2 separate regions of the Danio rerio genome follow, and region 1 is linked to region 2. The links are chromatin contacts, called in public HiCAR-type maps. All regions are on one chromosome and are shown on one strand. Each heading gives the region's core, a stretch centred on a gene start, on an enhancer-like site or on the middle of the called end of the contact. The rest is flanking DNA. Distances are from core to core; before and after follow the strand shown.

What was found. HiCAR-type assays count read pairs that join an accessible place to other places.
Region 1: a HiCAR-type map of caudal fin shows a contact between it and region 2, with 5 times the contacts expected there. The contact joins the promoter of efnb2b here to the promoter of mxa in region 2. A contact is called at or near these places in 3 of 18 Hi-C or Micro-C datasets (caudal fin, embryo and an unstated tissue) and 2 of 4 datasets of contacts at active chromatin or transcription factors (caudal fin and embryo).

The regions. Positions count from the first base shown.
Region 1 is chr1:9,077,673-9,081,385 of GRCz12tu, reverse strand. It overlaps efnb2b (ephrin-B2b), which reads left to right and starts at 2,089. Exons shown (of 5, transcript NM_131808.1): 1 at 2,089-2,201. The coding sequence starts at 2,089.
Region 2 is chr1:8,983,917-8,987,610 of GRCz12tu, reverse strand. mxa (myxovirus (influenza) resistance A) reads left to right here and starts at 2,168. Exons shown (of 12, transcript NM_182942.4): 1 at 2,168-2,450. The coding sequence starts at 2,252. It also overlaps a transcript of mxb not described here.

The sequences.
Region 1 (3,713 bases), core at 840-3,339, 94 kb before region 2:
ATTCCTGTTCAAACACGCAAAGCACAATAAACAAAAGTTGTTCTAACAAATGGTTCATTGATTTCTTCCCCGAAATATTCATGTCAGGCTTTTATTTTTGCTTTTTTTTCCCTCTGCATCAAACGGATGACGGAATGGCTCGCACTCGTATGAGTAATACAGATTATTAAGACTTTTTGAGGTTTACACGACTAAGCGGATTAAGCTCGTGTGAAATGCCTTTAGTACAAGCTTTAATACAGGTTTAGATTAAAGAAAATATTAGTTAATTCATTTCAAACGCACGCCACCATATTCGCGTGATTATTTACAGTGTTTAAGTGCAATTCTGATTTGTAATTAGCGCTCGTGTAAATCACAGCGAGCAAAGATATTAACAATGCTTTCAGAAATGGAAAGTATTAAAGTTAACTACAGGCTAAATATTAGCAATAGATCGCAACTTTTCCTACTGTATTATCAACGTAAAAGTTTGCTTTATTATTATGGTTTGCGAAAACGAACCATGGCTTTGTTGTAGTAACCGTTTTTGTCGTATTTATTAATATTTTCATACAAAACACCATGGCTAAACTATGAATAAAGTTAGTGGTGCATAGTAAAGCCCCAGATTTAACTGCAATAACTCATTTTTATGATAACCCTATTTTTAACACAGCATTTTTAGTCAATCTCTGGTTATACAAAAGGTATAATAAATTTTCATGGTTACTATACTTTTACTAAACAAACATTTGGTTATTCTTTCTTAAAGGGAGGTAAATGGAACGTTATTGAACATCTTAAATTAGTTATTAAAAAAAAAAAAAAAAACACTGTCAGGCCCATAGCCGGCATTTGAAAGACTTTGCCCCTATATGAGCTCATTTGTTCCATTTTTGACAGTATGCCATCATAAATTGTGAAAATAACCAATATCATAAGGCTGTAAGAAGAATAACCAATAAAAGAAGGCTTATATTATTTAAATGGACAAGTTCTGACAGAGGAAATGAGCTGGCCAGTTTGTTATTTGACTATATTTAGGTTGCAGTTTTTAATTTAAAACATGTTTTATTTTTTTATGATTGAAGATAATAAATTAGCATTTAAAAATAAATATTTTTTTTCATATTTCTGAAATTCTAATCTGATTACATTTATGAAATTGTAACATCTTGTAAATAAAAGTTTTGTAAGCAAAATAAATAGTATGATAAACACTTGTAGAAAGTATTTTTGTAGCATAAAAAAGTGTGATGATAACCATCCGACAAACTAATCCAGCACAAATTAATGTTGTAAATGCTAAAACGCAGAATATTGACTTCGAATATCTGCAAAAAGGTCCAACCCTTTTAAAAAGGCTGGCTACGGGCCAGCCATAGAATACAAACCTTATAGATCTACTAACAGTTGTTGAAGGGACGATTTGCTAAAATACTGTAGCCTAATATTTGTTTATTAAGTTCTCGGATGCCCTCTAGTGTGTCACTATGCTGTCTCCTGTTTAAAATAAAACACTGTATTTAGACCTTTGCTGCTCAGGTAAACTTGGTGCTCATGTAGTAGTAGTCTGTTTAATGTAGCCGTACTATTTCCAGACTCCTGTTACGATTCGACTAGATGTCAATCATTTGCCGTCATCCAATCGTGAGTAAGGTGGGCGGGATCTAAAGCCAACACTGGGGTTGTCCTAAGAAGTCTCCGAGCACGTCTTGAGGGCACTCCAAGACTGGCAGAGTTGAATGCAAAGACGAAGAACAGGAGAAGCACTGATCCTGCCTTTAGATTAGACCTCAACATCCGAGTTTCAGAGCGACGCTGCCATTCCGCGGAGCCTGCGCTTTTTAACTGTTTACATATGAAGGATGCGTGTTGAGACATATTAATGCCAAAAGAACCTGTTTACATGGATTATCACCCGTTGTCCGGCTGTTGTGTTAAATTGACTTTATAGATTGCCAGTTGCGAAGGAGCTCTTATTTTATGATTACGTTTTATCCTGCAGATGAGAGCGACTAACAGCATCGGATTGTGCTCGTTTTAGTGCCTGCGGAGCTCTCACTTCTAATCAGATTCGGACTGCTGAACTGTTTCTCCATCGCAATGGATGCGACTGTCTGGAGTTATATATTTGGTCTCTTCGTGTTCGCTTGTCGGGTAAAACTGACTCGATCAACAGTTTTAGAATCAATATATTGGAATACTTCCAACACCAAGTAAGTACACTCAAAGGAGTAAACCGAAAACGGAGAATTTTGACATTATTTCTTCAACACCAATGTTACTCAGTACTGTTTTTTTACTTGCTACACTTTAAAAATATATTGTGTATGTTTTACTTGAAAAATTGAGGCAACTATTTCCATCAGCCTGTTCAGTATTTCAAACTCATTTTAGCTTGTTCTATAGACTGCCACTTTCAAGTAACATCAACTTAATTTGATCAACTTGTAGTTTTCAGTTCGTCAAACCTGTTTTAAGTAAAAAATTACGTATCCTAATAATCCACACAATATTTTAAGTTACAATTATTCAGTGAAACTTGTGTTTTAATGCTAACATTGTTGTACCTATATTAAGTTTCTTAAATTCTTCAAAAACAAACTTTTGTACAAACATTAATCTTGATTTTTCTACAAGCATCAAACAGTTAACACAAAAAGAATGCATTTATTTTATTCAAACACTCTAAAAGTATTACAGTATTAGTATCTAACACTAGTTTCTATGCAAATATTTAAAGCGTTCAAATGCAAAAACCTCTAATGAACATTTTTCTCAGCCTCCTTTGTTTATGTTGAGTTATTTCACTTTATAGACCATGAAAATGACTTATCCTTTGCTGTAAAAGTGAAATTTCTGAACCTGCACACAGGAGCCTGATAATAATGCTAAATTTTTAAAGAAATTTTCTTTTTCTTTTAAACTATAACTATTAAACCGGTCAGTTTCTTCACAAGATACTGTTTCATTAATGCCCCAATAGAGACACGTAACTTAATGAAAATAATAATAATAATAATAATAATATAGGAATCTTTACTAATGCTTGTTTTTGACAGATGTGTGTAATCCAGCTGTTGCTAGTCGCAGTATCTTTTTTCTTGTCATATGCTTTAACGACTTTAAATGGCTAAATTATAATAATTCAAATATTTTTTACCATTAAATTGTAGCTGGTACATCACACTGCTGTTAAAAAGATTCTAAGACTCAACAGGGATAGAACTGAGAAATAATTCAAATGTACGGAAATAAGTTCCCACTTAATCAGAGTGATGAAAAATTAAATTGCGCTCACTCTCAAGTGGTTCCAAAGCTTCACGAGTTTCTTTATTCCTGTTGAGCGCTAAAGGAGGAATTTTGAAGAATGCAGGAAACCTGTAACCACTGACTTCCAGAGTATTTGTTTTTTTGTTCTACTATGGAAGTCAATGGGTACAGGTTTCCAGCATTTTCCCGAATAACTTGTTTTGTTTTAGAAGAAACTCAATCAAGTGAAGGGGGATAAAATGATGACATATTTGTCAGTTTTGGGAGAACTTTCCATTTAACATCTTAACCAAACAACCCTGTATAAGTTAATATTCATTAATATATCTATTGAAGCTTCAAATAATGTCAATTGATAGAAAAGATCTCTGAAATACCCCTCAAGATTAGCAAAAACCAATAATACCTTACTTGTGCGTTCTTATCGTGTAGCAAAGACCAACAGAATACTGTTG
Region 2 (3,694 bases), core at 919-3,418:
CTGAAACGTTCAATAAACAATCTTAATTATTATTAGCCTGTTGTTATTATTATTATTATTTAGGCCTACAGTTTGCTTGTAGTCTTTGTTGTACCTCAAGGGGAAATTTTCTGTGAACACACAGAGCACTTCAGCAAGTTCTGTCAATAAAGAAAATGATAAAATAAGCAACCCTGTAAAGGGATTACATACAAGAATAACACATGCGCACTATCTATCAGCATTCAACAGTCTGATTGACACTGGATTAAGGGTTAAAAGAGTTCTTAAGTCTTTTCTTCTTCCAACAGAAGGTTTTGTATTTTCTACCAGAAGGTAAAAGATCATAAAATAGGACGAGTACATGGGATGGATTGTTTAAAATGATTTTCACTTCATTTAAAGTGCATTTCTCGTAAAGTGTTTAAATACTTGTAAAAGTTTTTGAACCTATTAGTCTCATAGCAATTCTGATATTAACATTTTTTGATTTCAGATTTACAGAAAGATTGCCATTCCATGTAGATAGACCATGATGACACTCTCAAATACAGCCTGATAAAATATGTACACAATTTTCTTGTCAACATCATAAAACCGTAACCTTCCTAGGTATTTGGTAAAGCTTTTCACAAATCCAATTCATGTGAGTGTCCCATGTTAGAGACCTATCTATGTATCAGTAGCTCTGAAACAATCATGCAAACCAGGTGCTGCTCAGAAATTGTTCTCTTTGCTCAGCATCAGGTGCACGGCAGCAAGAAGTTTGGCGATTAAATAGCCATATTATTAATAATTAATGTTATTTTAAGCTTAGTTCCTTTATATTATTATTGTTACTTGAAAGCAATCAGTTTCTGCAGATTTTGTGTCATACGAACATTTAGATCCTACAGCCTGAATACAGAAGTGAAAGCATACCACATCGTTAAGAATGAATTTTTCCTGTGCCTGAACAACATTGGTGGTGGATAGACCATTACCATTACTTGCCCGAAAATGTAGTCAAAGTAGTAAAAGTATCTGTTGTAAATATTACTCAAAGTACGAGTAAAAAGTTGCCATTATAAAAGTACTCAAGAATAGTGAGTACACTGTGAAATGCTATTGAGGTTACATTTGATTCGTGCATGTGAGTATAAACGTAACATTCTGTAGTGCATTTAGTGATTAAGACTATTTGCTGGTTTCAGTCATCATACAGTAAGCATCCGCCACCATCCTCTCATCAGTGACATGCAGTCTAAACGGTCCCTGGATCATTGTGTGTGAAGATTTTAGATATAAAGTGGTTTGCTGCATTTATAAGCACCCTTGTCTTGAGGTTGTTTAGTATGATGCAATTTACTGTCCATGTGTGATTTGATTGGACAGGAATAACAGAACTGATTTTTCCACTCAGCCAATCTCCATAGACAAGAAAAAATAAAGTTATGACTGCAGTTTGAGGGAAAATAGTGGAGTAAAAAAACATACAGCACTCAAGCTTAAGTGCACATTTTTAAAACTACTTAGAAAATTACAATTGCTGGGAAAAAGTACTGAATTACAGTAATTTGAGTATTTTGTTACTTTACACCAATGAACAGAAACGGTCAGAAGACCTGCAAGTCAACAGTGATGTTCTGCATGGTCACCGCATCATCTCGGTATCTGATTATGGATAAACAGCCCCCCCTAGAGGGTGATACGTGATATAAAGAAAACGACTTAACAGAAACTACTGACCAGTCTTTGGCATTGACTCAGACATCTGTGCGTTTACAGAGAAAATTGAATTGAATCGTCAGTGTAAAAAGTTTAAAAAATAATATAGTAAATCTCATTTTTAAATAAATCCACTGAAAGTATATGCAAAATATGTGCATCAACATCTCTCTAAAAATGAATTTCTTTATTAGAGAAATGCGTCATTTGTTACCAAGTCGTTTGCTTTGGCGAGTTTGCACAAACAATTTTAGCAAAATGGTTATCCAAGAATCTACACTGAATCCAAGCTAAACAGAACAACATACGGAAAATACGGTACTCAGAGTCGCTACAAAGACAATATAGGCTAGGTGTTTTTCCATCTACTGAACAATGAATTCTTACTGAATAACATTGGAGAAACGAAACCATTGTGCTTTGCAGGAAATGAAACTTACTGATCCATACGCGCTCCTCCTAGCATTCACTTTACCGGTAAAGCAAGCCGAGCATCATTAGTTCAGACAGTCGGGTAATCTGAAACTTTGTTGTGAAAAGGATTCGTCTTTGGACATTATTAAGGATGGAGAAGTTGAGTTACACGTTCAGTCAGCAATATGAGGAGAAAATTCGCCCTTGTATCGACACTATCGATAATTTACGGTCTCTGGGAGTCGAAAAGGACCTCGCGTTGCCTGCCATCGCCGTCATAGGAGACCAAAGCTCGGGAAAGAGTTCGGTTCTGGAAGCGCTGTCAGGAGTTCCGTTACCCAGGGGCAGTGGTGAGAACAACACATTAAAAACAAGACATATATATATATATATATATATATATATATATATATATATATATATATATATATATATATATATATATATATATATATATATATATATATATATATGTCTTGTTGTTACAGACTATAATTGTTTGGCATTTGAGTATGTACTTCATAGTAAAATCACGGAGAGGCCGCTAAGGTCTAAGAATGCAGGATGACTTATTCATATAAAGCGGTTACAAGCTCTGTGATGACAAGACAACGTTGACAATCAGTGGCCCTACACATATCCATTAGGGATTTAATTTGGCAACTAAAGTATTGCTTTTATGACATTATCTGTAACTGTTACCAAAACATGACTGCATTTTTTATCATTTGTTATAAGCCCTACAAGTTTACCTACCTTTTTGCAATAGTTTAATAATTCTAGTTTAAAACTACTTGCAATAGTATCTGAATGGATATGCATATGCAAGTTGAGACAAGCAGACAAATTGCTCTCAATGGAGCTACTGACGTCACTGTTATGGGGTAGGGTTAGGGTTAAAAAGAATTGCATGCAGCTCAGCCTGCAGCTACATCCGGTCTGCATTTGTGACATCACTGTACAGTCTAGGTTAAATGTATAGTTAACCTAGAAGTAGGCATGGGACGATACCTGTTTTCAAGGTATACCGCGGTTCGGAAAAGTCAATGTTCTAAAACATTTTTATTTAAGTTTTAGGACAACAGTATCTCCAGCAGAAACAAATATCCAAAGATGCCATCTTAAATTGTAAAAAGAAAAAAAAGAAATCTGTGTTTTTGAAACAAATAAAGATAGCAGAAGTCAATAATTGATTTGCGTTTTTTAGCCTGACATGTTTACTACTACAAAATATTTGAAATGTATCCCAAAATAAAATGTGTTCAAAAGGGGAAAATGTTTTAGTTTTTTACCCAGACACATTTAAAATGAATAGATTTTAGAGCAGTAATCACAATACCACAGAAATTTTTATCCAAGGTTATCAAATCTTCAGAATCTTATACCAGCTCATGCCTACCTAGAGTAAAAATTCAGTTTCATTTACTCACCCTTGACTTGTTTCAAACCTGTTTGAGTTTCTTTCCAATGTTGAACACAAAGGAAACACTGAAGGGTGTTGGAAAAAAACAGCCATTGATTTCTAGTTATTTTTCTCTAATTATGAATGTCAACCATTCACCCCACCCCCCCACCCACCCCCAACCCCACCCCA